Regions from separate parts of the Mus musculus genome. Here regions 1, 2, 3, 4, 5 and 6 are each linked to region 7. A link is a contact called in public ChIA-PET, Micro-C and promoter capture Hi-C data. All regions are on one chromosome and are shown on one strand. Each heading gives the region's core, a stretch centred on a gene start, on an enhancer-like site or on the middle of the called end of the contact. The rest is flanking DNA. Distances are from core to core; before and after follow the strand shown.

Evidence for each region. Promoter capture Hi-C pulls out the DNA fragments that hold promoters and counts their contacts. Hi-C and Micro-C count contacts between places; a contact is called where the count stands out from the background. ChIA-PET counts read pairs in DNA pulled down with a chosen protein or histone mark.
Region 1: an RNA polymerase II ChIA-PET map of memory CD8 T cells shows a contact between it and region 7, with 39 read pairs. The contact joins the promoter of Dusp2 here to the promoter of Bcl2l11 in region 7. A contact is called at or near these places in 2 of 39 promoter capture datasets (liver and pre-B cells) and 1 of 115 datasets of contacts at active chromatin or transcription factors (memory CD8 T cells).
Region 2: a contact with region 7 is called in a promoter capture Hi-C map of liver, with 3 times the contacts expected there. The contact joins the promoter of Fahd2a here to the promoter of Bcl2l11 in region 7. A contact is called at or near these places in 5 of 39 promoter capture datasets (cranial neural crest, frontonasal cranial neural crest, liver and 1 more).
Region 3: a contact with region 7 is called in a promoter capture Hi-C map of liver, with 1.9 times the contacts expected there. The contact joins the promoter of Zc3h8 here to the promoter of Bcl2l11 in region 7. A contact is called at or near these places in 2 of 39 promoter capture datasets (liver and pre-B cells) and 1 of 115 datasets of contacts at active chromatin or transcription factors (astrocytes).
Region 4: a promoter capture Hi-C map of liver shows a contact between it and region 7, with 2.9 times the contacts expected there. The contact joins the promoter of Kcnip3 here to the promoter of Bcl2l11 in region 7. A contact is called at or near these places in 3 of 39 promoter capture datasets (the 3T3-L1 cell line and liver) and 1 of 115 datasets of contacts at active chromatin or transcription factors (pancreatic cancer cells).
Region 5: a contact with region 7 is called in a Micro-C map of embryonic stem cells, with 3 times the contacts expected there. The contact joins the promoter of Zc3h6 here to the promoter of Bcl2l11 in region 7. A contact is called at or near these places in 2 of 39 promoter capture datasets (cranial neural crest and liver), 3 of 484 Hi-C or Micro-C datasets (embryonic stem cells and uterus) and 3 of 115 datasets of contacts at active chromatin or transcription factors (embryonic stem cells, extraembryonic endoderm stem cells and fibro-adipogenic progenitors).
Region 6: a contact with region 7 is called in a Micro-C map of embryonic stem cells, with 7 times the contacts expected there. The contact joins the promoter of Tmem87b here to the promoter of Bcl2l11 in region 7. A contact is called at or near these places in 8 of 39 promoter capture datasets (the 3T3-L1 cell line, 3T3-L1-derived adipocytes, the HPC-7 cell line and 4 more), 7 of 484 Hi-C or Micro-C datasets (embryonic stem cells, erythroblasts, myocytes and 1 more), 1 of 115 datasets of contacts at active chromatin or transcription factors (extraembryonic endoderm stem cells) and 2 of 9 other capture datasets (adipose tissue and liver).

The regions. Positions count from the first base shown.
Region 1 is chr2:127,334,121-127,338,131 of GRCm38.p6, reverse strand. Dusp2 (dual specificity phosphatase 2) reads right to left here and starts at 1,973. Exons shown (of 4, transcript NM_010090.2): 1 at 1,495-1,973; 2 at 1,234-1,355; 3 at 664-883; 4 at 1-551. The coding sequence starts at 1,894. The coding sequence ends at 337. Gm46762 (a long non-coding RNA gene) reads left to right here and starts at 2,581. Exons shown (of 3, transcript XR_003953899.1): 1 at 2,581-4,011.
Region 2 is chr2:127,442,772-127,446,552 of GRCm38.p6, reverse strand. Fahd2a (fumarylacetoacetate hydrolase domain containing 2A) reads left to right here and starts at 1,988. Exons shown (of 8, transcript NM_029629.2): 1 at 1,988-2,136.
Region 3 is chr2:128,942,025-128,945,995 of GRCm38.p6, reverse strand. It overlaps Zc3h8 (zinc finger CCCH type containing 8), which reads left to right and starts at 1,976. Exons shown (of 9, transcript NM_020594.2): 1 at 1,976-2,148. The coding sequence starts at 2,072.
Region 4 is chr2:127,519,066-127,522,678 of GRCm38.p6, reverse strand. It overlaps Kcnip3 (Kv channel interacting protein 3, calsenilin), which reads left to right and starts at 1,287. Exons shown (of 9, transcript NM_019789.4): 1 at 1,287-1,441. The coding sequence starts at 1,427. The region is part of intron 2 of Gm35478 (a long non-coding RNA gene); the gene reads right to left.
Region 5 is chr2:128,965,877-128,969,761 of GRCm38.p6, reverse strand. It overlaps Zc3h6 (zinc finger CCCH type containing 6), which reads right to left and starts at 2,360. Exons shown (of 12, transcript NM_178404.3): 1 at 1,926-2,360. The coding sequence starts at 1,957.
Region 6 is chr2:128,816,772-128,820,866 of GRCm38.p6, reverse strand. Tmem87b (transmembrane protein 87B) reads right to left here and starts at 2,564. Exons shown (of 19, transcript NM_001355629.1): 1 at 2,364-2,564. The coding sequence starts at 2,528.
Region 7 is chr2:128,124,274-128,128,430 of GRCm38.p6, reverse strand. Bcl2l11 (BCL2-like 11 (apoptosis facilitator)) reads right to left here and starts at 2,393. Exons shown (of 4, transcript NM_207680.2): 1 at 2,179-2,393. It also overlaps a transcript of Acoxl not described here.

The DNA of each region.
Region 1 (4,011 bases), core at 724-3,223, 790 kb after region 7:
GGGAGCACAAGGCTTAAGCTTTGGGTCAAGGGCTGCACACCCCTAGACATGGTTTCTGCTTGTCACAGCTTGTTTTCTGAGCCCTTGGGTGACCAAGGGCTTTAATATAGTAAATTAATTAATTAAATTAATTTCTGCAAGTCGAAGGAGGGAGAGCAAATAAGGGCCAGCCCTTATGCCACCTCAGAAGAGCACCATATCAGAGCAGCCGTCATCCTGGATTTCCTAGCACCCCAGTGGGACGGCAAGATGAGGAGGGAGGAGCTGGGCCACAGCAGCTTCCCCCAGGAGTCAGTCAAAGCCAGAGCTGTGGGTGGGGCCAGGCTGGGCTTTGCCTCAGTGACACAGCACCTGGGTCTCCAGCTGTAGCAGCTGCCCCATGAAACTGAAGTTGGGGGAGATGACTCCCCGACGTTGCTTAACAAAGTCAAAGGCCTCGTCCAGCCGTACCCGGTGGCTCTGAATCAGGTATGCCAGGCAGATGGTGGCTGAGCGAGAGATGCCAGCTTGGCAGTGCACCAGCACCCGGCCCCCACTATTCTTCACCGAGTCTGAAAAAGAAATGTGGAGCCGAGAGTCAGACAGGAAGGTGGACAGAGGAATCAGGTGCCTGTACCTTCTCCCCTACAGTTCCCACAGAACCCTGGGCTGAGGCTCCCCTACCTATGAAGCTGATAGCCTCCTGGAACCAGGCACTTATCTCCACCATCTGGTTATCTTCTACTGGAATGCTCTTGTAATGGAAAAGACCCTCAAAGTGGTTGGGGCAGCTGGCAGAGACATTGAGAACTGCTGTGATGCCGCAGGCCTGCAGGCCCTGAAGATCTGAGGAGTGGTTGCAGCTGCCCAAGTACAGGTAGGGCAAGATTTCCACAGGACCACCCTGGAGGAGGAAGGGGACGGTGGTGAGACCTCACTCAGCCTTGTGCTGGAGGGCTTGATCCAGACATCTTGGATTGGCTAGAAACAAGAGAAGCTCTAGGCCTTCTGACCAAGGACAGAATTAAAAGTCTTGAGGCCACAAGGGGACATATGTTCAGACACTTTGTGCCACATATGCCTTAAAGTCTGTATGAGGATATATACACGTTCACACCATTTGCAGGTCACACAAACACTCTCCACATCTGGGAATGTATATTGGAACACACCCCTGTCTTTCCCCACTGGCGTTCTCCAGAGGCATCCCTCTAGAATGCACAATGAAGACAACAAATTCGAATATCAACTCACCTGGTCATAGATCGGAACCCTCGGGTCAGAGTTGCTATTTTCGGCCCCAGCAGGAGGCAGGGCCTGGGCAGGAGCTTCAGAGCACAGATCCGGACAGTACGTCTGGAAGCTTTTGAAACCGCCTGTGGGAAAGACAAGAAAGGGTATGATTAGCCAAGAGGTCGGGAACGGGGCACGGAACGTGGGACAAGGGGCTAAGAGCGCGGGGCGCGGAACATGGGAGAAGGGGCGAAGGGCGCAGGGCGCGGGGCGCGGGCTCACCTCGCAAGAAGCACACGGTCGTGGGTCCCCCGCGCATCTCGTGCTGCAGTGCGGCTAGCAGCAGGTGAGCGGGGCCGTCCGGCGGGAGCTCGGCCACAGACGCGCTGCTTTCATCCAGCACCACGGCACGGGCCAGCTCCCCGCGGCCCAGGCGCGCCCGGAGTGCGCGGTCGGGCAACAGACAGGCGAGGGCAGCGGCGGGGGTGCCGCGCGCACGCCGCCGCAGCAGCGCGTTCCAGGGCACCGGTCGCGCGGCGCGCACGTGGCTCCGGCAGAAGGCCAGGAACGGGCGGCAGTCGAGCAGCAGCGTGCGCTCGGCCTCCCGCGGCTCCCGCAGCAGCGCGCCCAGCGCCGCGCACTCTAGCTCGCACGCCGTCTCCAGCCCCATGGCGATCGGCATCGCAAAGCCTCCTGCTTCCGGATGTCCTCTCCCTCGGCTCCGGCGGCGCGGTGTCTGTGTGGCGGGAGCTGACGGTTCTGGGGGCTCTTCGTCGAGCCCGGGCTTAAATACTCGAGGGCTGGCCCCTCGGGTCACCATACAAGGGTAGAGCAGGAAGGCGCCGGTGCCCGCCCCCGCGGCTTCACGTGGGACTCTGGCTGGGCCGCCCCCGGGGCTCCCTGAGCGGACAGGGGGTGGGTGGGGCGGGGCATCAGGGGGAGGGACACGCGGGGGAAGAAACTGGGAACCAGACCGTGACAAGTGTCGGCCTGGAGTCTAGAGGCCCCACCCACGTCTCTCCAGTGTATATGCCCCAGTGCTCCCCACTCTTTGCCAGGCTTCAAGCCACTAAGTGCTTAGGAACTCAGCTCTCAGCTGCACCGAGCCTTTGAGTTACTCAGGTCTTCAGCTTCCTCACTTTTCCCATTTTCTCCCAGGGTTTTCATTCTAGGAATTTCGATAGCAAAAATGGACAAATTACCTGTTGCTACCCATAATGATACACTATTAGGAAAGACACCAACCGTCAGGAAATTGTCCTATTCTCCCATGTCAGGCCCAGGCCCAGGTGGAGGAGTCCTGGAAAGCCAAAGCCCTGGGGCAGGGGCGGGGGTGGGGTGGGGTGGGAGGGGCTTTAATGGGGAAGGGGCGCAGGGGCCTGTGACGAGTTTCCTCTTATGACTGGGACAGTTTCTTTCCCCAGGGGCCCAGGGAAACCCCCAAGAGCCTAAAAAGAAGTAGTTCCCATGCCACAGGCCAGGGCTAAAGAGGAACTCTGTTGACGATGCTGGGCTCTCCCAGGGCATAGCCAGGCCTGGCGGGAATTTCAGGGGAAGAAGGACTATTCACAGAACCTGTTCCCTTCCGACCCCTTAGGAGCTACAAACCCCTCTGGGACAGGCCCTGGTCCCACACCAAACTGTAAGAATGAAAAACTGGGTAACTCACAGCCATTCTGTGCTCCCCCACTCAAGTGCCTGCCCGCCCCCCCCTCCCGGATGTGGTGAGGCCCAGCTGCACGTGGGCCCCCCGGGACACTCCTGCGTTGGGGGCGAGAAAGTTGGTAGGTGGCTGAACTGAAGCAGGCGGGTGGGGACAGTGTTCAGAACCCAGCCTCCCAAATCTTTATTGCCCTGAGCCAATCCTCTGCCTTTACTAAGACCCTTCCAGCATCCCTGCAGATCCTTTGTTTCTTGGAGGCCTGTGGCTAGAACCTGTGGGGACCCCTAACATAAGGTATGGTAGGTATATAGGTGCTCGAGCAAAATATTATGCCTTTCCTCTTGATTTGGGGAACTTGGGGCTTGTGGGGGATACAGAATGCCAGGGAGAGCTACGAGGACTCCTGGACCAGGAGTCATGGACTTGTGTCTCAGTGGCACGGTCATGCAAGTTGGTTCCAGGGCCACAGCCTGGGTCCCTTCCCACCAAGCCTGTCTGGAGGCTGATACAGCACAACTGGCAGCCCAGCCAGGGAGTCTGGACCATAGATCCCTGAAGCTGATAGGGGGCTCTTATCCTTGGCATCAGCCTCACAGATGACTTAATGGCTGATTCCAGGGACAAATTACAGAGCATGGAGGGGGACCATCATGTCTAGTCTTGCTGAACAGAGTCACCTGCCATGCCTGGAGCCACAGCCTTCCAGCTGTGGAGAAGAGGGGAGGCCCTGCTAGCTGAGGTCCCTGCAGCAGGAGTGAAATCAACTTAGCTTTGTGGGAAACTCCAGCCCCTGACTCCAGTGCTGAACTGAGCTGCTGGGCCCCCTGGCAGGGTGAGAGTGTGTCCCTCAGAGTCTGCTGGGTGCCTCAGTCTTTGCATATGAGCCAATGCGGATCTGTCACACATACACCCCAAAGCCACTGTCCTTGGCGTGGTACCCTTTTCAGCTCTGACAAACACAGATGAACTCAAAGAAGCCAAACTGAACCATAAAAGAGGAGCTTGCCTTCATCTTCTGCTGGAGTCCCAAATCAGGGGGAAACCCCCACCTTCAACACCTGATGAAAGTCCAAGGCTGGGGTAGAAGAGCCCACATCCCTCCCCAGCTCCTGTTCTGACTGAAGATCCCCACCCCC
Region 2 (3,781 bases), core at 739-3,238, 680 kb after region 7:
ATATGGGCCAGAGAGGGTGTCAGATATCTCAGAACTAGAGTTACAGCTCGTTGTGAGGCACCATGTAGGTCCTGAAACTCAAACCAGGTCTTCTGAAAGAGCAGCAGGTGCTCTCAACCACTGAGCCATCTCTCCAGCCCACCTCCTCTCTTTCTGCCAGCCGTCCATGCCACCATCAACAGTACACATGAATGTCCTGGCTGAACTCTCAAGACAATCAACAACACTGAAGAAAGAAGCAGATGTCAGTCCCTTATTGGCATGCTCTGAAGTTATTGTCCAGTTTCTAACTGTGAGGATGAAGCCTGATTTTACCTGAGAATTTGTAATCGTTGATATCAGAGCTAGGAAGAATGTTGTCAACCCCACAAGCAGGCTAAGCAACCATGGAGTGATGAGTCCCAGGTTTGATGTGCAGCTCCAAGACCTAGAGCATAGCAAAATCGCCTGCTCCTGTCACATCGGTTTGGTTTCATTGTGCTGTCAACCTCAGCTGACATCATGAACTATGAAGAAGAAAAACAAAATCACACAGGAAGGAAAGCCCTGGTCTTTTTCTAGGATTGAAAACATTGGTGTTAAAAGAAAAAAGAAGTCAGGTGTGGTGGTGCATGCCTTTAATCCCAGCACTCAGGAGGCAGAGGCAGGCGGATTTCTGAGTTCGAGGCCAGCCTGGTCTACAGAGTGAGTTCCAGGACAGCCAGGGCTACACAGAGAAACCCTGTCTCAAAAAACCAAAACCAAAAAAAAAAAAAAAAAAAAAAAAAAAAAAAAAAAAGCCTCACTGGGAAAAAATAAGAGGAATCTAATAAAAGCCTGTGCTTCTTCCTGGGGCAATGGAAGCCTCGGATGCTCTGTCTGGACCTTGATTCACTTAGGAGGCTCCTTCTCAGAGTCCCCTTTACATTTTCATAGGCCAGAGGACTCGGGGTGTGGTTGTAGAGGATGTTTCCACCCGAATGCCTGCTGCCTGGACTTGCCCATCACCCCACACACACCCTTTTCCCCCTAAAATAAGGTTCGTGAAGAACAGGGTGCTGCTACAAGTAGGTGAAGTTGGTGAGCCCTGACAAGCCTAAAAAGTAGACAGGCCACCATCTGTCTTCACTGTGTGCATTAAAGAAAAAATGGTGAAAAGCTGGCTACGACTTTGCCAATGTGGTCACACTGGAAAGAAAAGAGAAAAGACAAGAAAGGAAAGGGGAAAAGGTTCAGTGACTCCCCAAAGTCCATCTTTGGAGTCCCGACATGAGGTTCAGATTCTCAAATAGAAAGCAAGTGGTGTACATAACTAAGCAGTCTTGGTCAAGGTGTGGTCTTGCCGGTTATTGATCCACCATTATCTCAGTTCCAGTCTATCCCACAAGATAGTCTGACCAGTTGCCAAATCTGTGATATAGCTTACTGGGTGACAAAACTCCTCCTCTAGCTGGCACACACAAGCTTCAGTCTTTTCTTTCCCCCAGCACACAAGATTCATGGGGGAAAGCCCAGTAGCTGAAGGAAGGACACAAGTGTCTTTTGCCTTCAGAATCGCTTCATACCTGCCAAGACAACTAAATAAGTGGTTGGACGAGCCCTTACTGGCTCAGGAGCCATCATGGGCAAAATCACTCCTAGCCTTTATGTTTTCTCCACGAATACAACACATATAGACATCCCTGTCCTTGGTGGGTCAACATTAGAGCACAAAACTACTTGTTACTGTCTACCAGAGTGCTTCCTGGACAACTATGAGTAGGTGCCTGGCCCAGAAGCAGCGCCTGGCCAGAATTAGAAGCTCAAAGGTCGGATGCGCTCTCTCCGAGCCTGGGTATCCCAGGGTCACCCTGGAGCCAGCCACGGTCTCCCCAAATGCACACACTAGGCACCTGCTGGAAGTTCTGTGGCTAAAAGAAGTACCTAACAGCAGGAGGGCGGACTTCCGGGAGGAAGCAGGTGTCCTCCTGGTGGCGACAGCTTCGTGACGTCACCATATCGCGACTGCGAAGGGGCGGTCCCTATATTCCTTGGAGAAGAGTTAAGTGCTTGCAGCGGTACTGGCTGTGGCTTCTCCGCCCTCCCCTCTTGTCCTGCGGCTCCGCAGGCGTCCGCTGACAGCGCAGGAAGCCGGACAAGTCCGGCTGCAACGACCAGGTAAACTGAGGCTAGGCCAACTCAGAGGGAGTTGAACCGGACGTTGGGAGCCGAGTGGCTGACCTCGGTTCCCAGATCAGCAGGGTCACACGCACGGCGCAGCGCCTCAAGCTGCCCATTGCTGTGCTGTTTGCTAAGGGACCTTTGTGCTGCGAGTCATAGTGATTCGAGAGAATGAAATAACCTGTGAGCGCCCGTCACAGATTCATCATCAGCGGGGCTTAGAGTTATCAGAGAGCAGGTGTTCTGCCTTACCTCCACGGCCATGACCATGGGCTGGTAGCAGTTAGGACCTGAGAGGAGTAGGCAGGATTGAAACTAGATTATCTTGCTTGAGAAGTATCTTGCTTTTGAATTAAGAACTTCAATGTCATCTAGACATGGATTCAAATGCCAATTTTCTTTTAGCTGTAAGACCCTTGAACCTTAGGCAAACCAAACCCCTCTTACCCTATCCAAGCCTTGGCTTGTTCATCTGTAAAACTGGACCAGCAGCACCTGCCAAGCCACCGTCAAGAGAATTATAGTAGACCTCACAAGTGAGACACTTGGCTTTCCCTGGGACAGTACTGTTTTAGTGTATGGTGTGACTGGTCACATATGCTGGACCAGCCTTTGGACTGTGGCATGGCGGTACTTGTGTAAAACGACAGAGCAGGAGATGGAAAGCCTTTGGTTTTCTGGCCAGACTTGCAAGCTGGCACTCTGGTGATCCTGAACAGGGTAGGTTGGCTCAACCAGGTGAGGACCAAGAGCCCTGAACTGACGGAGCTACGTCTAGCAGTCTCTCTCATTTTTAGTATAAAGACGTGTGTGTGTGTGTGTGTGTGTGTGTGTGCGTGTGCGTGTGCGCGTACGCGTACTTTAGTCTTTGAGACAGAGTTTTTCATTGGCCTGAAACTCAACAATTAGGCTAGACTGGCTGGCTAGCAAGCCCCAGGAATCTACCTGTCTCCACCTATCCGGCACTGGGATTACAAGCATAGACCACTGTGTACAAACTTTTTTATGTGGGTTCTGGGGATTTAACTGATCTTCAGGCTTTCAGTGGAAACATTTTACCAGCCATGCTGTCTTCCTAGCCCCACACTGGTTTTAAAAGAAAGCTATCCAGAAGGGAGAGGACTCTGACAGGGAATGAAGACCAGACCTAGATTAAGACAAAGAAAGGGAATGAGTGAGGATATAGAGTGCAGATTATCTGGGGAATAGCTCAAGCTAGCATGTGCCTTCCAGGCCGGCACCTGTACCATTAAAAACAAAGGCAGCACGATAATGAAGCTTAACTTTGGGTGGAGCCTGGAACTCATAGCAGGCCCTGAACCTTTTCAATGGTATCCAAGAGGTCTGGATCTGAAGAAGGAAGACATGGGCCACGTCCCAAAGTTGATCATCACTAGGCTTTTCCAAGAAGTGAAAAGTCAAGTCCCTTGCACCTTCCATCTGTTCAGTGGACAGAGGCAGTGCAAGCCTGTGTTCCATACACAGCAGCAACAGTGTAGGCTCAGTAGTTAAAGAGACAGACATTGCTACTGAACCCAGGGAGATAGCTAAGCAATGTGTGAAGCCAAGTATCTGGGCTCTTGGTGCCCTGAGTCTCCCTGTTCACCAGCAGCAGAAACTGGTACCTACTAGAGGTGATGGA
Region 3 (3,971 bases), core at 727-3,226, 820 kb before region 7:
AACCAGTACTACCTTGGTGACTCTTACACATTACCAAGTACAGCTGCAGCATGAGGTACAACCTTGGCTATCTCTGGAACACAGCTTCTTTGTGCTCTCAGAAAACACTACCTGGAAGATTTCACCTCAGTGATGCTGGTCTCTTCTTAATCAGCACTAATTTTTTAGTTCCAGCTAACTAGCATCAATTGTCCCAGTAATCCCTTCTATTCTGGACTCTAAAGCCAGAGCCACATGGCTGAAACTGCAGAGTTATGCTGCTTGCAGGAGCTGAAACATGACCCTCTTGTTCTATGACATTATCACCAGCTTTCTGTTTTCCAACTCCTTCACTGCCTAAGCTTGGCTGTCCTGGATCTTGCTCTGTAGACTGATCTTGAACTCAGAGATCTGTATGGTTCTGTCTCCTTTAATGCTGGGATTGAAGATATGTATCACCATGCCTGGACTTAAAACTTTTCTTCACCTAGAACCTGCTCTGTTCAAGGCTGGACATAAAGTCAGAGATCTGCTTGTCTTTGCCTCCTGGAATTAAAGACCTGTACTTTGCTGTGTGGATCTTGGCCTAAGGTCAACACTTCCTTAATTCAATTTAACCTCCTTGAACATAAGATTCAGTTCCATTTCACTTCCTGGTGCCCCTTTAATGTCAACCACATATTTTGTATTTTTCCTTTCAAAGCCTGCTACACTTATTCAAAAAAAAAAAAAAACCTCTTCATGAGATTTAACCAGAGAACAAAGTCTATGTTGGGCTTTTTTGAGACTTCCTTTGTCAATGCAATTAATATATATATTTACCTTAGCCCCACATAGACTCTCAGACAAGGGCAAAAAGCAGCCACATTCTTCACCAAAATACCACAAAAACAGTCTCTATGCCACAAACTGAAAATTCTTCTCTGAAACCTCTTGGGCCTGGTCTGCACAGTTATTCTCAGCAAGTCTTCCATATTCCTACTAGGATGGTCCATTAAGCCCCATTTAAAACATTCCACCGCTTTCCAAATCCAAAGTCCTGAAATCAACATTCTTCCAAACAAAAGCATGGTCAGACCTATCCCTGGTACCAGCTTCCATTTTTTTTTTTCTTGGTTTTTCGAGACAGGGTTTCTCTGTATAGCTCTGGCTGTCCTGGAACTCACTTTGTAGACCAGGCTGGCCTGGAACTCAGAAATCCACCTGCCTCTGCCTCCCAAGTGCTGGGATTAAAGGCGTGCGCCACCACGCCCGGCTACCAGCTTCCATTTTATTTAGGGTTTTACTGCTGTGAACAGACATCATGACCAAGGCAACTCTTATAAGGACAACATTTCATTGGGGCCGGCTTACAGATTCAAAGGTTCAGTCCATTATCATGAAGGAATGAGCATGGCATCATCCAGGTAGGCATGGTGCAGCAGGAACTGAGAGTTTTGCATCTTCATCTGCAGGTCTCTAAGACTGCACCCCCCCACCCCCCCACCCCCAAATAGTCTTAATACTTAGTACTTTCTATTGAATTTGCCTGCTTTAAATATATTTATGTGTTTACTCAGAAGAGATCGTCTAGGTTCCTTTTTGTGCAATTAATTTTGCTTGGTCACCTGTCAATTTTAAAGGGGCTGGAAGAGATATATGGCTCAATAGTTAAAACATAAAGGTCTTGCGTTCTGTTCCCAACACTCATGTCAGGTGGGTTACAATAACTGGCCTCCGCGGGCATCTGCACTCATTCTCTCTGTCTCTCTCTCGTACATATAAAAATAGCACAGCTTTCTAAAGAAGAATCCTAAAGATTATTTTAATTTTTTAACGACATTGTAGTGCTGCACTAAGGAACGAATCGGACATAAGTACAGAGAGTTGCGCGTGCGCAGCTCAGGCACCGAAAGCCTCCCCACCAACGGTGAGAACTGCGCATGCGTGGTAGGGCTGGCCAGGTCGCGCGGAGTCGCGCCCAAGCAACATGAGCGCGAGCGCGTGCGCGTGCGCTGGGCGGAGCGTGTGGCCCTTGGCGCGACTGTAGCCTCCGCTTCGCTGGTTGTTCAGTACCTGCTCGGCGTGGAGAGGAACGGTCCCTGTCTGAGTTATGGATTTTGAAAATCTCTTTTCAAAGCCCCCCAATCCGGCCCTCGGCAAAAAACCGGCCGCCGACCCTGAGGAAAGGTGATCCCCACGTTCTGGTCCTTTGCAGGGCACCGCTTGGGCTCCGCCCCCTCGCTCCTGGAAACCGGCGAGCCCTGGCTGGCGCGTGGGCCGGGACCGGAGCGGGGAGGTCGGAAGGGGAAGTGGGGTGGAAGTCAGAGTAGGGACTGCGGGCGAGGGCAGTGGCCGGGCGGCGGGAGGAGGCCCCAGCCTCTGAATCTGCCCCCAGGGGCCGGCTGCTCCCCTTGCACGTGCGCTTAACGTGTTTGCTGTCAGTCACCTCCGAGGTGGCTTTGCCGGCACCTCGAGAGTTGAAGGATACATAGACTGCTCTGCCAGTGATCCTGAACCAGAACTCCCAGAATAAAGCAGCAAGCATCATTTCGGCTTAGTTTTTCTGTTAATTTGGAAAAGCGTGTTGTTAATCTCGTACTTAGTCAGAGTGCGGGATTTCTGTGCAGATACCCACTCACTTTTTAGGTTTTTTTGGTTTTTGGTTTTTTTTTTTGGTTTTTTTTTTTTGGTTTTAATTTTTCGAGACAGGGTTTCTCTGTGTAGTCCTGGCTGTCCTGGAACTCACTCAGAAACCCGACTGACCCTGCCTCCCAAGTATGGGATTAAAGACATGTGCCACCACTGCCCGGCCCACTTTTTAGTTTTTTGAGTTGATAATGCCCTCAAACTCCATCTCTCCTAAATCCTTGTCTTCTATGTTCTCTCTTTCCTCAGTGGAACCCTTGACACATCCTTCACGAGTTTTTTTCCACCCTCATTAAGATAACATTACAGTGTTGGGCTGGGCCTATTAATCTCAGCATTTGAAAGGCAGGCAGATCTTGGGAGACTGGGACCAGCCTGGTCTAAATAGCAGGTTCCAAGCCAACCTCAGCTACATAGGGGAAACACTGTTTCAAGGGGAAAGGATATATGTATATGTTCACTGCTCAGTCTCAAATACCTTAGTGGAAACTGTTAGCCTAATTGGGCTACCATAGCTTTGCTGTGTAATTAATGTGAAACTTTTTTTAAAAAAGATTTATTTGTTTTATGTATGTGAGTACACTATAGCTGTACAGATGGTTGAGAGCCTTCATGTGGTTGTTGGGAATTGAATTTTTTTTAAGGACCTCTGCTCGCTCTGGTCAACCCCTCTCAATCCAGTTGGCCCTGCTCCATCAGTCCCTGCTTGCTCCGGTCCAAAGATTTATTTATTATTATACATAAGTACACTGTAGCTGACTTTAGACGTACCAGAAGAGGGCGTCAGATCTCTTTACGGGTGGTTATGAGCCACTATGTGGTTGCTGGGATTTGAACTCAGGACCTTTGGAAGAGCAGTCAGCGCTCTTACCTGCTGAGCCATCTCGCCAACCCTAATGTGAAACTAAAAGTTTCACATCAACCTTAAGAAGAAAGTGATGGTCTCACATTACAGATGAGAAAATTGAGGCATAGAGGATTAAGGTGCTCAAGTTACTTCATTACATATGAGTTCATCACCCAGCTTCTAAAGCAGAATCATTCATGGAAATTAAGTCCTGTTGATACTGTGAAGAAATGGACACATTACTTGCAGGTGATAACATGTAAGAACAACAAGAGAAATGAATTATAATTTTTAACATGTATGAGAACTGAGTAAGGTTAAAAAAATAGTTAACACTTCAAACATGTATAAAACAATATACCCACTTACTAAAGTTTGGCTGAAATATGTAAGGGATACTTGGATTGGCCAAAAGATAGGTGAAAACGGGTCTGAAAGTAAGGTGTGTGTTTGTATGCCTGCTTTTCACTTTGCCTTTAGGTCTTTTTCAAGGTTTTAGATTTCTGTATTTTTCTCT
Region 4 (3,613 bases), core at 38-2,537, 600 kb after region 7:
TCTCAAAAAATGCCACAAGTAAGGACAGGGCTTGATTCCTGAATCGTGGACATGTAACTGGTGGGTAGAGAGTTCCTCCAGAACTGGCTCTGAGTGAACACAGTCTGGATATACTGCTTTGTTGGATAGGTAAAGACTCAGCTTTCCTGAGTTTTGCCATCATTAACATAGACTGGGATAATGACCCTTTTCTTCTAAGCCCACTATGCCACTCCAAGGCCTTATGGGAATTTGCCTAATGCCAAGTCAGTTTGGAAGATTGGCACTGACCCCGGAGCCTCTGGGACCCTTGTCGTCCTCTTTCCCAGAGAGCCCTCTGTGGGAGAGTCTCTTGCCCGGAGTGAAGTCCTGCTGTGCAGATGGCAGAACTGTCCCCTCCCCTCTGGGGACAGCTTTCCTGCCTCGGGATCAACAGCCCCAGGGTTTTGCCCGGGGAGGGTCTAGCAGCTGCCGCTAATTGGCTGACTCAATAAAAAGGGGGTGGGACAGGGTAGGAAGGGCAAGCAAGTGCTCCTGGGCTTTCTGGGAAAGAGGGGATGGCTCAGGCTCTGTTTCCATGGGAACTACTGGCACTGGCAGGCTCCTCCGGGCGCCAAAAAGGGAAACTTGGCGCTGGTCTCCGTACCTGGCTCCTGGTGGATTCCCTTGGGCATTAGAAAATGCCCAAGAGCTTGTCTCCCACAGGGCAGGAAGGAGCCTTCCCGAGGACGGTCAGGACCCTCGATCCCTTCTCCATCCCCAGGTCCCACGCCAGGAGATCTAGGGGAGGTCCCGTGGTTGCTCTGAATGCCTGAATTTGGTCCCAACCTCAAGTCAAAGGACAGTGAAACTGGGAAAGTGTGAAGTGCTCGCTCCAGCTTGGAAGGTTTTCATACAGCAAGGCCTATGAGGGGTCGCACAGAGGTGACTAACAGATAGGGGAGAGCAACAAGAGGTGTTAGGACCCCAGGTGTTACCTTAGTGACGTAATCCCAAGGGCTCCTCTCTGTCCTGCGCAGGGACTGGTGGTGGAGTACCCTCCCTTCTATCCCTGTGACTGGGAAGGGTAGGAACAGACCCTGTACTAGAGGGAGATGAGAACCAGGGACAGACCCTGAGCCTAACTAAGCAAGGGGGGTTGGGGGCCAGATAGGCTGAGAGGCCAGGACTAGGAGCACAGGAAAAAGAGAAACTGGAGGTTGTCAGGATGGAGGCGAAGGAGGGGGGAGATAAGAGGGGGAGGGAAGAGGCAGAGGAAGAGAGGTGGAGCTAAGACTCGGAAGGAAGGGAGGGTGGAAGGAGTGGGCAGGGGGCGGGAGAGAAACCTCCAGTGACAATTGCGTCTGGGTCCAAGCAAACATGAGGCAGCTGCCAGCCGGACCAAGCAGTCTGGCTTGCTCGGGCTGCAAAGCGGGAAGATTAGTGACGGTCCCTTTCAGCAGCAGAGATGCAGAGGACCAAGGTAGGCGCTGAGGGGCTGAGGACTTGCCTGGACTTGGGGAAGGTGGGGCTCTGATGTTGGTCTTGACTAGAGAGTATTTTCACAGTGGTCCTTGGCCCCTACTCTCGCTAATCCATATAAGGGAAAGTAATTGTTCAGAGCATTCCTGCCTGGGAGGCTGGAATCCCGTGGCCTTTGGATGGAAGAGGCTCTGGGTGTCTGTGGACAGAAGAGAAGCTTGAAATTAGCTCCATGGCTGGTCCTGTTCAGTTAGGTCCTTGGGGCAGGGGCTGGGGTAGCTGACCCTGACCCTAGCCTCATAGATCTTAGTGAGACACAGGAGCATGGAAAAGGATGTCTTATGTGTGTGGGCAAGCCAACGGGCAAAGCTTTCAAGTAATCCATCAATGAATGAATGAAGACCCCCCCTTCTTCTTAAAGCACTATGAGACCCCTAATAAAATCACAAACATCTCTGCCTCTGTGGAGCTGTTGGGGGATGGAGAGAGAGGGGAGGCAAAGAGGCACCCGGTACAAAGTTCAAGAAATAGTAGCCAGGTGAGGGGAAGAAGAGAGACAAAAAAAAAATTAAAAAAAAAACAAAAGGTGTGCTCCAGCTTAGCACCGACCCTCAGAAAGTCTGACCTGGATGCCGCACACAAGTCCAGGGTAATCTTGCTTAGGGGGAGAAAGGATCAGATCCAGGTCCGGTTGAATGCCCCAAATAAGGAAATCAAGGTCTTATTTAAAAAAAAAAATAGATATTGGGCTGGCATCTTACAGTCTTTCTTCCCAAAAGATGTCTTCCTGCCCCACTCCCAATGAGGGCAAGCAGCCCAGAGAGGGCTGGAGACTGATTTCAGGCCATTCTGCCCCAGAGTCCAGGTTACTATCCCTGTCCTCTGGTCCAGTTCCCAGAATACCATGAAGGATCTGCAGATGGAACAAAGCCCTTTGAGCACAAGGGCAGGGTACCTTGAAAGGTACTTTCTCTCTTGTCACACCTGTCTCTAGAAAGCTCTGGACTGGCACAGCAGAAGCATAAACAGCTCTCTGTCCCAGACTCACATCCACACTCAGATGATAGGTGAAGCTGTGTGCATCTACAGACATTGGACACACAGATACCCTATGACTGTACCCCTCCCTCACAGAGCCCAGCAACGTGACTCTGTGTGTCCACAGATACAGGGAGTTCTACAGCCATGTGTGCATAGACCTGCACACAGCTGGCACTGTCCATCAGCAGGGGATAGCATAGCCCCCTTCCCTTTACCCATCTCTGGTGGCTCTAATTCCCAGAATTCTTCCTGGGTCCTTAACCACTACTCCCCTACCAGATGAGCAGAGTGTGAGGTCAGAGTCCCATAGTCCACTTGGCTGTTCTATTGGCCATTGTGGCCTCCACTGTGCCCACCATTGGCTCCTGGGCACTCATGGAACTCATTAGGCTTATGGCTGCCCCCTGGATTTCCATGTGTAGCTTGGCCCAAGATGGAAGCCAGCACCACAGTGACAGTGGAGCTGGATAAAGTCCCTACTGTCCCCTACCAGTAGGAGATTATGGAGGTAGCAGGACGGACAGCAACTAACATAGGCTGGGAGATGGCCACACTTGTCACAGTCACTAGCTGACCCAGTTCTGTCCCTGCCTTCTCACCATACCCTAGCCGTCCCTTTAGTAGCTTTCATTTGGCCCTGCAGAGTGGGCACTGACCACAATGCCAGGCCTCCTGGCCAAACCCTGTGTTGGGAGGAGAGAGCCAGCAGCATCCAGATTCAGAGGTGGTAAAGTGGACACTGGGTCAGTTTGGCTCTGGGAGCCTCCCCAGCTTCTTGCAAGTCTGACCTTAATTTGCCCTGTTTGCAGAAGCGGTAACTGAGCACAGACAGGACCTCCCCTCCTAAACCGTTATCCTCATGCAGCGCACCCAGGACTTGGTGTTGTTCTTACTCTATAGGTGAGGAACAGAGGTGGGTCCTGAACTGCATGCAGTGTTGAGACTGGATCTGAGCGGTCTTGCCTTCTGCAGCACAGACACCAAGCTCTAGGTGAGGGTGTCCGGTGGAGAGTGATAGGCGCAGACTCCAGGGGACAGAGGTGTGCCTTTAACCAGGCAGCCAAGGAGGTTTGACTGGAGACTATTTGTGCCTTCTTAGCCTGTCACTCAATGGCACTAGGGACTCTGCCCC
Region 5 (3,885 bases), core at 1,111-3,610, 840 kb before region 7:
CCTCCTACTAATCTATATCCTTTAAACTAAAGTTTCATTTTAACTTCTAAGTCAGTATTTTAAAACTTCAAATTCTACTTTCTAAAAAACCCAGGGTTTGTTGTGTAGGGCAGGCTGCCATGAACATGCCACCTTCTTGTCTCAGCCTGAGTGTTGGATTACAGGTATGTATTACCACACTGGACCTCAAACTCTTTTCAAAGTCTGATAGCAGCCAGGCATGGCAGTGCACACCTTTAATCCAGCACTCTGTAGGCATAGACAGGCTGATCTTTTTGAGTTCTAAGACAGACTGGTCTACATATCAAGTTCTAGGCCAGCTAAGGCTAAGGAGACCACCTCTCAAAAGGGATGGGGGTAAGAGAAAACCATGGTGTCATTGTTCTGTAGAAGCATTATTTTGATTTCTAAACTTGGTGACACGTTTTATTATGTAAAATACATATTTCTACATATTCAAGTTACACTATCCACTAACATGAGATTTCCTTTCATATTAATGAATTTTAAGTACATCAAGTCACTGGCTTATCAATAGACTTCTCAACATTATTAGTTAATTCTAGGACCTTCACTTTTAAACTTTTTTTAATAGGGCAATATTGGGCTATGAGTGTAGCCAAGTGTTAGAGTACTTGCCTATCACACAAGAGTCCTTAGGTCCATTTGACAGCACTGAAACTACAAAGGTATCATCTTTTTTAAAAAATCATTAAAAATGTCCAGTGCAAGCTTCTGCACTTATGTAAGAGCACTTTTTACTATCTAAACCTTGCTACATGCTTCATTGATGTCTTTCTAGAGAATTATCATTACATTAGTGAAGTTCTTAGGATTTTTTTAAATCCCTTTCAAGGTTGCCATATATTTTGGCATTTAAAATTTCAATGATTTTTGTTGGTTTTTGTTGTTGTTGTTTTGTTTTGCTTCCTTTGTATTTAGGGAAGGAAGGTGAGTGTAATGCTTTATCAAAAGCATATGATATTTATCAGGAATTCTTAAGTCTTATGGGCCACACTAGAACACAATGTATCTGAGACTATTCACAAAGCAATGTGAGGATGTCCACTTTCAAGTCAATATTCTAAGTAGGAATCAGCTGAATGAGATTTGGCACCAGGAGTTTTAATAAAAGTCCTCCTCTGACACCTTTAAAAATTTGTTTATCAATGTCAAGAGTATATTCTGTAAATGCCACCAAACCTTTGAATGGTGCTAAGAATGTGCCTCTCAGAGCACAACAAAACTAAAACTGGAAAATGAGAATCTCAGCTAAATAGTCAAATATTTATTTAGCACCTAGGAAATCAGGTAAAGCTAAAACTCTGCAGTCTACTTGTGTTAACGTATTTAATATGAAAAACTGCCATTTCACTTTCCTGGAGGTTATAGGACTGCGGCAGACACATGGCCTGGGAGTGGGGGATGGGAGGGAAAGAGACTCCCCAACCCCCTCCAAAAAAAAAAAAAAAAAAAAAAAAAAAAAAACTAAACATGTTTATTTTCAGAGGTAGACTCGGGTCGGAGGCAAACATCCACTAGGCCTACTACTGAGCTTTTGGGGCCGGTTCCAACGGGGCTGCCAACGCCGGTCACTGGCCTGGCGGGCAGCGGCCGCAGCCGCGCCGCCGCCCGCGTGGCGCCGACGACTGAGCCGGGCCAGGGGCGGGGGGCTCGCACGTGCCCGGCGGGGGCGGGGCGGCGAGAGCGACGGCGACCCCGGCTCCGGGAGGCGGGCGCGGCCGCTTCGGCCTCCCCCGCGGCGGCCGGCAGGCAGCGGCGGTGGACGAAGGTGCGCGTCACGGAACCGATGGAGCCACACAGAGACGTCTAAGTCATGCAGGAGGCGCCCGGCCCCGGCCCGCTCCCGCCGCCCCGACCCCTCCTCTCATCCGACAGAAAGACAGACAAGAAGGGTTCCCGACCTGTCGTGCCCTGCATGTTCAGAGTCTGTCATGTTTGGTCAAGAACGGGGCGGGGCTGGAGGGCAGGTCTGGAGGCCGGCGGCGGCGGTGGCGGCGGCAGCGGGGCGCGGGGAGGACCCCTGCGCCGCCTGCGGGCAACCCTGTCCCCGGCCGCCGCCGACAGGTGACGAAGTGGTAAAAACTCACGGTTACTAGTGAGCGACACAGACACAGACTTTCCAGTCTATTAACAACCAACGCCAGAGAGATGGGGCTCTAACTGCAAAGACTGGGCAACGGCCCCGCGCTGCCGGCGCTGCCGCTCTAGTCTGTATTCGCCGCCGGAGGCTGAGGCGTGGGAGCCGGCGGGCGGCGTGCAGCGACGCGGGGATTTGGACAGTGGCCGTAACGGTGATTTCTCCTCACCAACATGGCGGCACCCGAAACAGGCGGCTCAGAAAATGGCGCCGGCCGCAACACCTTGCCCGGGACTAAAGGGCAAGTGGAATTCCTCCGCGAGCCGCGGCCCTCTCCCAGCCCGCCGGTGCCGAGCGCACTAGCCATTGGAGGAAACTGCCCGTCAATCACTTCCAGGGGCGGGCCTTTAATACGCTCGCTGCGGCAGCGGAGGCAGCAATCTGATGGGTGTGAGGCCAGGGATGCGGTTCGGTGGCGCGTGGAGTTATATCGGGCGGGGCAGGTCACCCCGCCAGGCCTGCTGTGTCCACCAGGTCCTCTGTGCCCATTTCTCGATGTTCCTGCGAGACTCGTCGTCTAAGGCTTTGGAGTTCCGGACTCATCACACTGTCCCCCTCCACCCCGCCACCGTTAACTGCGCGACAAAGAAAGGAACCCAGGACTGGCGGTTTTCTTTGTTAAAAAGAAAGAAAGAAAGAAAAGCTTTCTTTGTTGCCGAAAGAACTCGGAATCATCCTTAAGCCCTTAAACTTGTAGCTGTTATGTCTCCGTAGTGTAAGGAAGACTGCCTGCCATGCAACTTTTTCTGATACTAAATTCACCCAGTCCTTACTTGACGATTAAAAATAGCTATTGAGGTAATTAAAACATGATCTTGTGTCTGTTAGCGGTTTAGATGTGGAATTCATTCGAGTATTTCATAAGAACAAGACTTCATTTCTTCGTATGTCCATGGCCTTCAGACGTATTTCCATATCCTTCAGAAATAGTCTTGAAATGATGAGTAATGTATACTTAGTTCTGAAGGAAAGTTAATTTTTTTTATTAAAATGATAAGCTTAAATGTCCAATATTTCTAAATACACGACGTCTTTTGTCTTTGATGTGTAAATAACGTGCATTCAAAGAGCAATTGCGATTAGATAAATGTGAAAAGAGAAAAAAAGTTATTTAGTTGAATGCAGCTATTGACAAGACTTGAACCCTGACAGATCTTCACGGCCCATTATAGGAAACTTTCAAAAGGCACATCTGTTTTAACTAGAGAAGCAATATTATTAGTTTTTGGAACTAAAATGTAAAGCCTCTTCATTTAATCGTTTTACTAGGAACAGTGAAAGGCTTTTGAGGTGTAACAGCTGCTCTTCACAACTGCATTTTCTGCTTAGACATTAAAATAATGATTTAGGATTTGAATTTGATTTTTTTTTTTAATAAAAAGAAAATCTTTGAACTGGTACACATTTGAGTATTGCTGTTTTCAAATTCGTTTGGAAGTTTAAACGCACACCAAAATAAATTCTGGGCATTAGCTTACTCAGAAAAACAACTTTTGAAATGTTGCCTCCAGACAAAATTAACATACTGACACACTTGGAAGGTCCAATTGTTGGCTATCTAGGCCAACTCAAGCCACAAGGAAAGGATTCCCTGTGGTGTACTCTATTTGTAAACTTTATATACTTTATAAACCCTCAAGGCAGGAAAGCCACAGCTCTCAGCTGGCTGAACACAAAGCAGTCAGGCCCCGCACCCAGACTTCCCTAACAGCCCTAAAGGTCAT
Region 6 (4,095 bases), core at 1,315-3,814, 690 kb before region 7:
TCTTAAAAGTCACCCCAATGTACTCACTGGTTCACTGAGCTGAACTTCGAAGGACTTTCATCTGTTGCTGAGCTATTAGAAATGGTCTCAGAGAGAAAGTCACATAACAGGTACCAATATCAAGAGAGACATGCTGTCCAAGCTCAGCTCACTTCTGACATGATCTGTCTCAGCCTTATAAGTCCTGGAGTTTAAGGCTGAAGTCTAGTGGGAGAGGCCTATGGTGACCTTAGTCCCCCACCTTCCAGAACCTGATTCAACAAACACAACAAGATTTCCCCACACTGCTACTGTCCCACTCCTTACAAAGAAAATTCCTATTAATCTTTTCAGACTAGCTATACATCTCCACAAATCAGAGTCAGGCCAGCTCCATCAGTACTTGAATAATAATATCCCAAGCGTGCTATATGGTATATATAAGTATCTACTCATAAATATATTACCCCTGATATTGTGTGAGCTCCTTGAGAGAAAGGATTGTACCTAAAATTCATCTTTGCAGGAGGAATAATCAATCTAGCAAATGGCATATGGAGATGCTCAAACTATTTGTTAATTTTTATAGCTAAAAGAACCTTTTTTTTCCTTCTGATGAATTCATAAATGAAAGTCTTTTTTTTTTTTTTTTTTTTTAAGACAGGGTTTCTCTGTGTAGCCCTGGCTGTCCTGGAACACATTCTGTAGTCCAGGCTGGCCTCGAACTCAGAAATCCACCTGCCTCTGCCTCCCAAGCGCTGGGATTAAAGGCATGCGCCACCACTGCCCCGCATAAATGAAAGTCTTATTCTCCATGTTCTAAAAGACAAATTCTGACAACTTATTCTAAGAAAAAAAATAATCAGCCTGCTTTTTGCAAAGCTGACACTGCTGGCTTGAGCTACACAGGAAATAAACTCAGTCTGACCAAAGCATAACTACAGTCAAAAAACACACTTCTCTGCTTGTCAAAAGAACCTGCCATTCTTCCCAGTGGGATTCTTACTATCTGAAGTACGCTTGACAAAGATCTTTTGGTACATGCTCAAGCAACAGTTTTCATGGAGCTGATTCACAATGCTCTTATTTTGAGTTTGGAAACCGGCTTAACTGCATTCACTAAAAAAGCAGCAGGAAACCATAAAGTGTGCTTCAACAAACATTGCTTTTTATTGATGAGAAATACAGCCATAGAGATGGGCAGGCCCTATCGTGGTAAGTATACAAAGACATGTTTCATTCTCTCTGTTCTAAAAGATACATTTCTGACAACTTGATATAAGAAAAAAATAATCATCCTGCTTTTTGCAAAAAAAGGCTGCTGACACTACCAGCCTGAGCTACACAGGAAATAAACTCAGCCTGAACAAAGCATATGACAGCTAAAAAAAAAAAAAAAAAAAAAAAAAAATACTGGGCACCTACTCAGAAGAATCTCAAACGCAATGAATACACTGAGCCGGGCCACAGAATGAAGCCTACACTTGAGCCTCTGCAGTTTTGTGTTTGGAAGTATGTGCACCTTCTGATACTACTTTTGGTTGAAGGAATATAAATATAAATGTCACCTTTAGAACTTAGACGCTGTTTCCACACATCCCAAGCAGATCTGGGCGAGTCATCTGACTCTGGACTCAAGACAAGGCCGCTTCCCGATATCCTGTCTCTTTTGCAAGACTTTGCACAATTTGGTCTCTGCCTTCTTCCCACATCATCTCTTAACCATACAGGACGTCAAGTTCTCTAACGGCCTGCCCAGTTACGGAAGTTTTCATCCATCAGACTCGCCCTTTAAACACTCTTAAGCAAACACCCTGTTCCACAGACACGCGCAGAAGTCATGAACACTAAGGAATATACAGAAACTCAAGAAAAATAAGAGAGGCGAGGTGACTTTATGCACGACTGTAGAGCACACTCAATTTATGCTCTAACAGAAAGGCTAGACAAACCTTGTGGCCTTGTGGATGTGGCCCCAGTAGTAGTAACCTAGCCGAAGTATTCGGTCCCAGCGATGCCGCTGGGAATGCAGAGATTGGGGCTCTGAACTGAAGAAACAAAAGCAAGATCTAGAGACACCGTGTCAGGACAGTGAGAGGCGGGTGGAGAGCCTCGCGAGCAGCAACAACATTTGGAAAGGGAAGCCGTCTTAGGAAAGCACAGTGGGACCGCTCTTCCCAGAAGCCTAGGCAGAGGAGGGGGACGCTCCCTTCCCAGAGCCCACTCTAGACAAAAGGCTCAAGAAGCGCGTCAGAGGACCCACCGCTGGTCCCAGAGAGCCCTAGTGAATGTGCCCAAGGCCAGACTGGTCCGCAGGCGGAGCTATCCAGCCAGGGCCCTGGAGCCTAAGAAGCGCCACGCCTCAGTCCCTACAGAGCACTTACGTCATTGACCGTCCTCGTCCAAAGCCCGAGCTCGGGGACTGCGTCCACAGCCGCCGGGACCCAGCACAGGAGACACAGGGCAACTCGCAGCAGCTGGGCCCCGGCGGGCCGGCGGCAGAGGAGGCTGGGAAGGAGGCCAGCCTCAGACCGACAGGCGGCAGCCATCTTGACGCGGACGCCGCACCTGCGCTCCCGGAACCCGGCCACGCCCCGGGGCCGCACCTGGCTCAGCTCCGCCCCTGAAGGGGCGTGCCCACGAGGGGAACGAGAGCACGGGCGTGAATGCGGAGGGGGTCTTGGGCTGAAGCGGATAGGCGCTGTTAGAGGAAATAGGCTCAAACCTGGAGCAGGGCTTCAGGGCCAGGCCTGGAAGGAACCGAGGAAGTGTGGAGGGAAGGGAAGAGAGTCCAGAGGGAAACCCGCCCACGGAGGGGGCGGGGCCTGGGAGGTGGGGCCGGGTGGAGGCGGGGCTGAGAAGGTGGGGCCGGGAGTGGAGGCGGGGCCAAGACCTTAATTGGGGCGGGACTATGGGCACGGGGCGTGGTAGGGAGGCGGGGCCTTCCCGGGAGAAGGGAAGGCGGAACCAAAGTGTGGAGGCGGGACTACAAGATTAAAAGGGCCGAACCTGGGCGGAACTAGAAGCTGCTTTAAGGGGAAGGTTGTGTGTAGAAAGATGGAGGCGGGGAAAAGAACAGGGAGAGGAGGGGGAGGAAAAAGAGGCAGGGCCTTAAGGGAAACTAGAAAGGAAAGACCTGGCTGCAACGCAGTTGAAAGGTCAGCTTGCAGAGCAGGGCCCCGAGGATAATGGGGCACTCTAATGACAAGTTGCAGAAATGAAGATCCTAGTACTTGGGAGGTGGAGGTAGGAGGATCGTGGGAATTCAAAGACAGCCTATAGCCACATAGCAAGCGTGAGACCAGCGTGAGCTGCACAAGCTTGTCTAAAAGCAAAACAAAATACTTGTCAACTAAGGGGAAAAAATTGTTTCGAGAGCAATAGTCAGGTCTCACCAGTAGGTGGCACTAGGAAATTGATGTTTTATATGAATTTGAATCTTTCCTGAAGGTGTTTTTTTAGTCCCGATTAGATTCAGTAGGAGTTACTGTTTATACCTCTAATTTCCTTATTTTAAAATAGTTAACTATTTTTCAAGCACATTTAAGTTCACAGTAAAATCGAGAGGAATGGATCTCTAGAAAGTTCTAATATCGCCCTGGTCACCAGCTTCCTCTGCTAGCAACATTCCACACTACAAGGAGTACCTTTAATAGAGACCATTAAACCAGTAATCAATTCAGAACTGTATCTTACGGCTCATTAAATATCTCACAGAGGTATCGATCTCCGAGTAATAGACTAAACAGGGAGTTTACCTTATTGAAGAGCAAATGGAATATTGAGATGGTCCTGAGGTTAAAGGCACTTGCTGCCAAAGCTGACTACCCACAAGGTCCCAGAAACAGACTCTGGAATGTTGTTCTTTAACCCCCAAATACTTCCCACTCAATACATAAGTAAAATGTAATTAACATTTTAAAAGAGTAATTATGGGCTGGCGAGATGGCTTAGTGGTTAAGAGCACCCGACTGCTCTTCTGAAGGTCCAGAGTTCAAATCCCAGCAACCACATGGTGGCTCACAACCATCCATAATGAGATCTGACGCCCTCTTCTGGAGTGTCTGAAGATAGCTACAGTGTACTTACATATAATAAATAAATAAATCTTTAAAA
Region 7 (4,157 bases), core at 1,144-3,643:
ATGCAGAGTGGAACTAAATCGGACTACCAAACAAAACAAAGTATCAGCTCCCCAGCTTGTGGAGTCAGCCTGTGCGCTCACGCACACACAAGCACAGAAGTTTTAGGAGAAGCAGCTCGCGGGACGTCTACATTTCGTGCTTTCCTTCAGGACAAACTTGAATCAAGTCTGAAAATCCCAGCGGGCTCTCATTTCCCGGGCTCAGATGCGGAGCTGGAGCACAGGAGCGGGCGCAGATGCAGAGATTGCAGGCGGCTGGCCGCCTTCCCTGCTCCGGCCCCATTGTTTGCCGAAAATGCTGAGGGCAGCAAGTCTGGAGAAGGTTTGGCAGCGGCCGTCAGTCGTAGTAAGTGCGTCACAATAGAGTTTGTAACTCCGAGCGCAGCTCCGCCCGGGTCGAGCGCCCTCGGCCGCAAGGTCCCTCCTGCTGCCTGCCCTGCGCGCCACCCCAAACACTAAACCACTTCTCTCGGGTGCAACCTTGCCGGAATGTGCACACTTCCAAAGAGGGCCTTAAGAGACATCCCTTTGAAAGTTCCACACCTAGCTGCGCGTTCTTGGCAATACCCGGCGCAAGGCTGACTCTTTCCCTCCCCGGGCCACCATGCCGAGACTCACGTCCGCCCCTTCCCTTCCGAGCGCGGCGTGTTGCGCCGATCGAACGACCCCTGCACGTCGCCACCGAGGAGGCAAGGGAAACAAAGCCGGGTCCTGGGCTCCAGGGCCCCGCGCCTGCCCGTCCGCCCTCCGCCACGCTCCGCCGGGGAGCCGAAGGTTTCGCGCGCCGCGCCTCTGGCCCGCGCTGCACCGGCCGCCGCCGGGATCATCCTCCGCCTCCTCCCGCTCCGCCCCTAGCGCGCAGCTCCCGCCGCCGCGCGGGCACCGCCAGCCCTGCGCCCCTGGCGCCGGCTGCCAGTGCTCCCCCATTGGCCCGCGCGCAGTCGCTCCCCATCGTAACCAATGGGCAGAGGCGGTGGGGGCGGCGCCTACGGGTCAGGCAGCCGAAGGCAAGGCGATTGTTGACAAACTCGCCGCCCAGCGCCGCTCAGACTGTGCCGGCCACCGCAGCTCCGGCTGGAACTTAGGGGGCCGGGCAGCTTCGCTTTGCGCCCCGCCCCACCCCTGGGCCAGGCCGGGACGGCGCGCGCTTTGCGGGAATTCCCGCCGCCAGGGCAGCGGGACATTAGAGACAAAGCGAGACACGCACCCCTCGGAGATCCGCGAGGCCACGATCGCACTCCAGGCCATTCCGAGCCAAGTCCCTAATGCCTCCGCAGTCCCCTGAAGAACTTCTCAGCAACTTCACCTGCTGTGTCCCCATGTGCTACCGAGTGCTACCGACACGAACCAAATATGAACGACCATCTCGGGTCTCGGGCATGCACATCCAGACCTCTGCCCCCACTGTTCAGTTAGCCTTCCTCAAGCAGTGCCTGCCCCGTGGGCAATAGGCTTGCGAGCTCAGGGGTCCGCCAGCCTATGCGACTGGGTCCCGGTGCAATCGGGCTAGGAGTAGTCGGCTAGCTGGGGCTTGGAATACGCGTAGCCTAAGTGGTCCTAGGGGGGTTACGGGGTTTCTTGTCTCCTGTAGATACGGTGTTCCTCAATATCCACAGGACGGTCGCAAAAGGAACCGGGCCGCCAGGGACATCCGGAAAGGAAATTGACCACTATGGCCAAACTGACTTGAATGGGTACAAGCAAAGTCTGGGCGCGTGTGATTTTAATACTCAAACCTCCGCAATGAACCCGCGTCAGCGAAGAGTTAAGTCTACCCGCCCGCCGCTACCGCGCGGCTACTTCTCCCGGGCCGTCTGGGTCGCCGCGACGCTTCCCGGCTGGACGCACTACCGGCACCACGAAGCGGGACCTCGGCTCCAAGCCGAGACCACGCGCCCTCCTTGCCCGCGAGAGATGCCTCAGCGGCCCCTCGTGCGGCATTGCGTCCCAACCCAGTCTTCGGCTAAGTGCCCGCAGCTTCAGTGCCGACAACCCTTCCCCAAAAGTGCCTTGGCACGCAGCGACCTCGACCCGACTCCCAGCGTTCGCCTCCTGCAGCCACGCGGGACAAACCAGTGCCTCCACCCGCACGTGCGACACCAGAGACAGATGAAGCCGCTGCGGCGCCTGTCTTCTATCCATCCCCAGCCTGCGCCCCGGGAGTCGCGGAGTGTTTACCTTGCGTTTCTCAGTCCGAGAATCAGAGTCAGACATTGGGTGGACGAGGGCCAGGGGAAGGGCGCCGAGGCGGTGGCGGCGGGAGCAGCGGAGGTGGTGTGAATCCAAGTGGAACACAGCTCGCAGAGCGGCTGCAGGAATCCGGTGACGGCGACGATGGCAAGGACCGCAGAGCTCCAACCAGCTGGTGACCCAGTGCCTGCGGGGAGCGAAGTGAAAGCAGCCTGCTCTTGAGACTCTGCGGTAGTTGAGCCCCCGCCCCCGCGCCCAATCACCGCGGGCTCCGCCCCCGTTTAGTCCGGCCCCCGGCAAGCCGGAAGGTAAGCCCCACCCCCCACGGCCCCCAGGCCGCTGGCGCGTGCAGGCTGCGACAGGTAGTGGGGAGGGTGGCCCCGCCGGCTGTCCTGCAGTTTGCGTGCGCCGCCCACCCCGGCGTGTTTACCCTAGTGTCTTGGCCTGCGGGCAGCTGCATGCTCGCCCATCCTCCACTCAGAATGTACCCGCCCCTCCCCGTCCGCCCGTGGCGGCCACCTCGCAGAGCGGAACTTAGGGGGCGCTCAGGGTACACTGCTCTGTGTCCAGCCCGGCCGCGGGCGCCAGTTGGAAGCCTCAGAAGGCGTCCCTCCGCCCTTGCTTTGCACAGCTTCTCAGCCCCAAACCATGAGGATTAGATTGGTGCAAGGATGGGCACTGGCCTTTGACTGTCCTTTCCTAGAATTCCTGACCTCCGGGGGACTCAGATCAGCAAGATGCTCACCCCTCTTCGTCTGCGCCTCAAGCGAGATTCTTCGTCGCCGCCGCCTTCTGCCTTCTGTCCTCCTTTAGGCTCTCCTTAGTGTTGTGTTTGTGTGTGTGTGCTGTTGTTGTTGTTGTGGTTTATATGTTTGTTTCCCTAGTGCCCAGTTACTTAAGAGGCAGAGGTGGTGGTGAGAAGGACAGTTGAGAGACAAGAGAAGCGGGAAGCTTCAGGGAGCGATGGGCGGGCACGACAAGCATATAAAATAGGGGAATGAGAAAGTTAGCTGGAAAAGAATAACTACAAGGAAAAGGAGGGGGGCTACCAAGGAAAGACGGTTGTGCCATGAGCGGTGTTGGGAGCCTCGAAATGTTTGGGGCTCACAGTGTACGCCAGGAACTGTCTATCCATCGGTCCGCCGATGCTGGCGACCATGGAGCAGCGGAGTTCAGGCCGAGCTGGGAAAACCATAAGGGGGTCGAAAAAAAAATCCCTTGATCTTCCTGAGGCCTTTGTGATTCCAACAGAAGTCTGGAAGTCAATGGCGCCATGTGCATCCCCACCCCCAGCCCCTTCTCTCATAGCGGCGGCCCAAAAAAGCTGCTCTGGAAATGGAACGTCCCACTCCCCACACGAGATTAAGGAAACTCTATTAATGGGCTACCCAACCTGCATCCAGGCTGGCAGTAAGTAGGACGTAGCCTTTTCTTGCAGAACAAGTGTTGCGACCTGCCGTCCCAATCAATGTTGGGCCATCTTGGTCATTTTGGTGTTTGTATGCGGATCTAACGTCACGGTGACACAGCACAGCCCCATGCTAAAGTCTAGCTTCTCAAGTGAATCCTGAGTGAGATCAAAGAAGCCATTGGTTCCCAGGGAAGCTGGGGTGTTCAAGGCAAAGCCTTGCTCCTGCTGGAGGTCAGGGGTGATCGCTACAAGAGCGCACAGGGCAAGGGCGTGGATGAAGTCAAGTACACCGCCGATCCAGGTCTGTCCTGACCAAGGTCTGTGAAGCAGTACTGTGCCTTGGCCACTCGGCATCCCACCCATGCAGCCCAATCTGCTACTGCTACTCTGGGAGTCCAAAGCCAGCAGCAAGTATTCTGCGCCCTCAGCGTGGAGCTAGGCGCCTCATACTTGGACTAGAAAAGAACCATACAGGGGTGGGAGGTGGGGGTGGGGAAGCGCTGGTGTTTCTTTGTAGGAGCAGGCTGCTCTGGAGTCTTCCGATTCTGCAACCCTG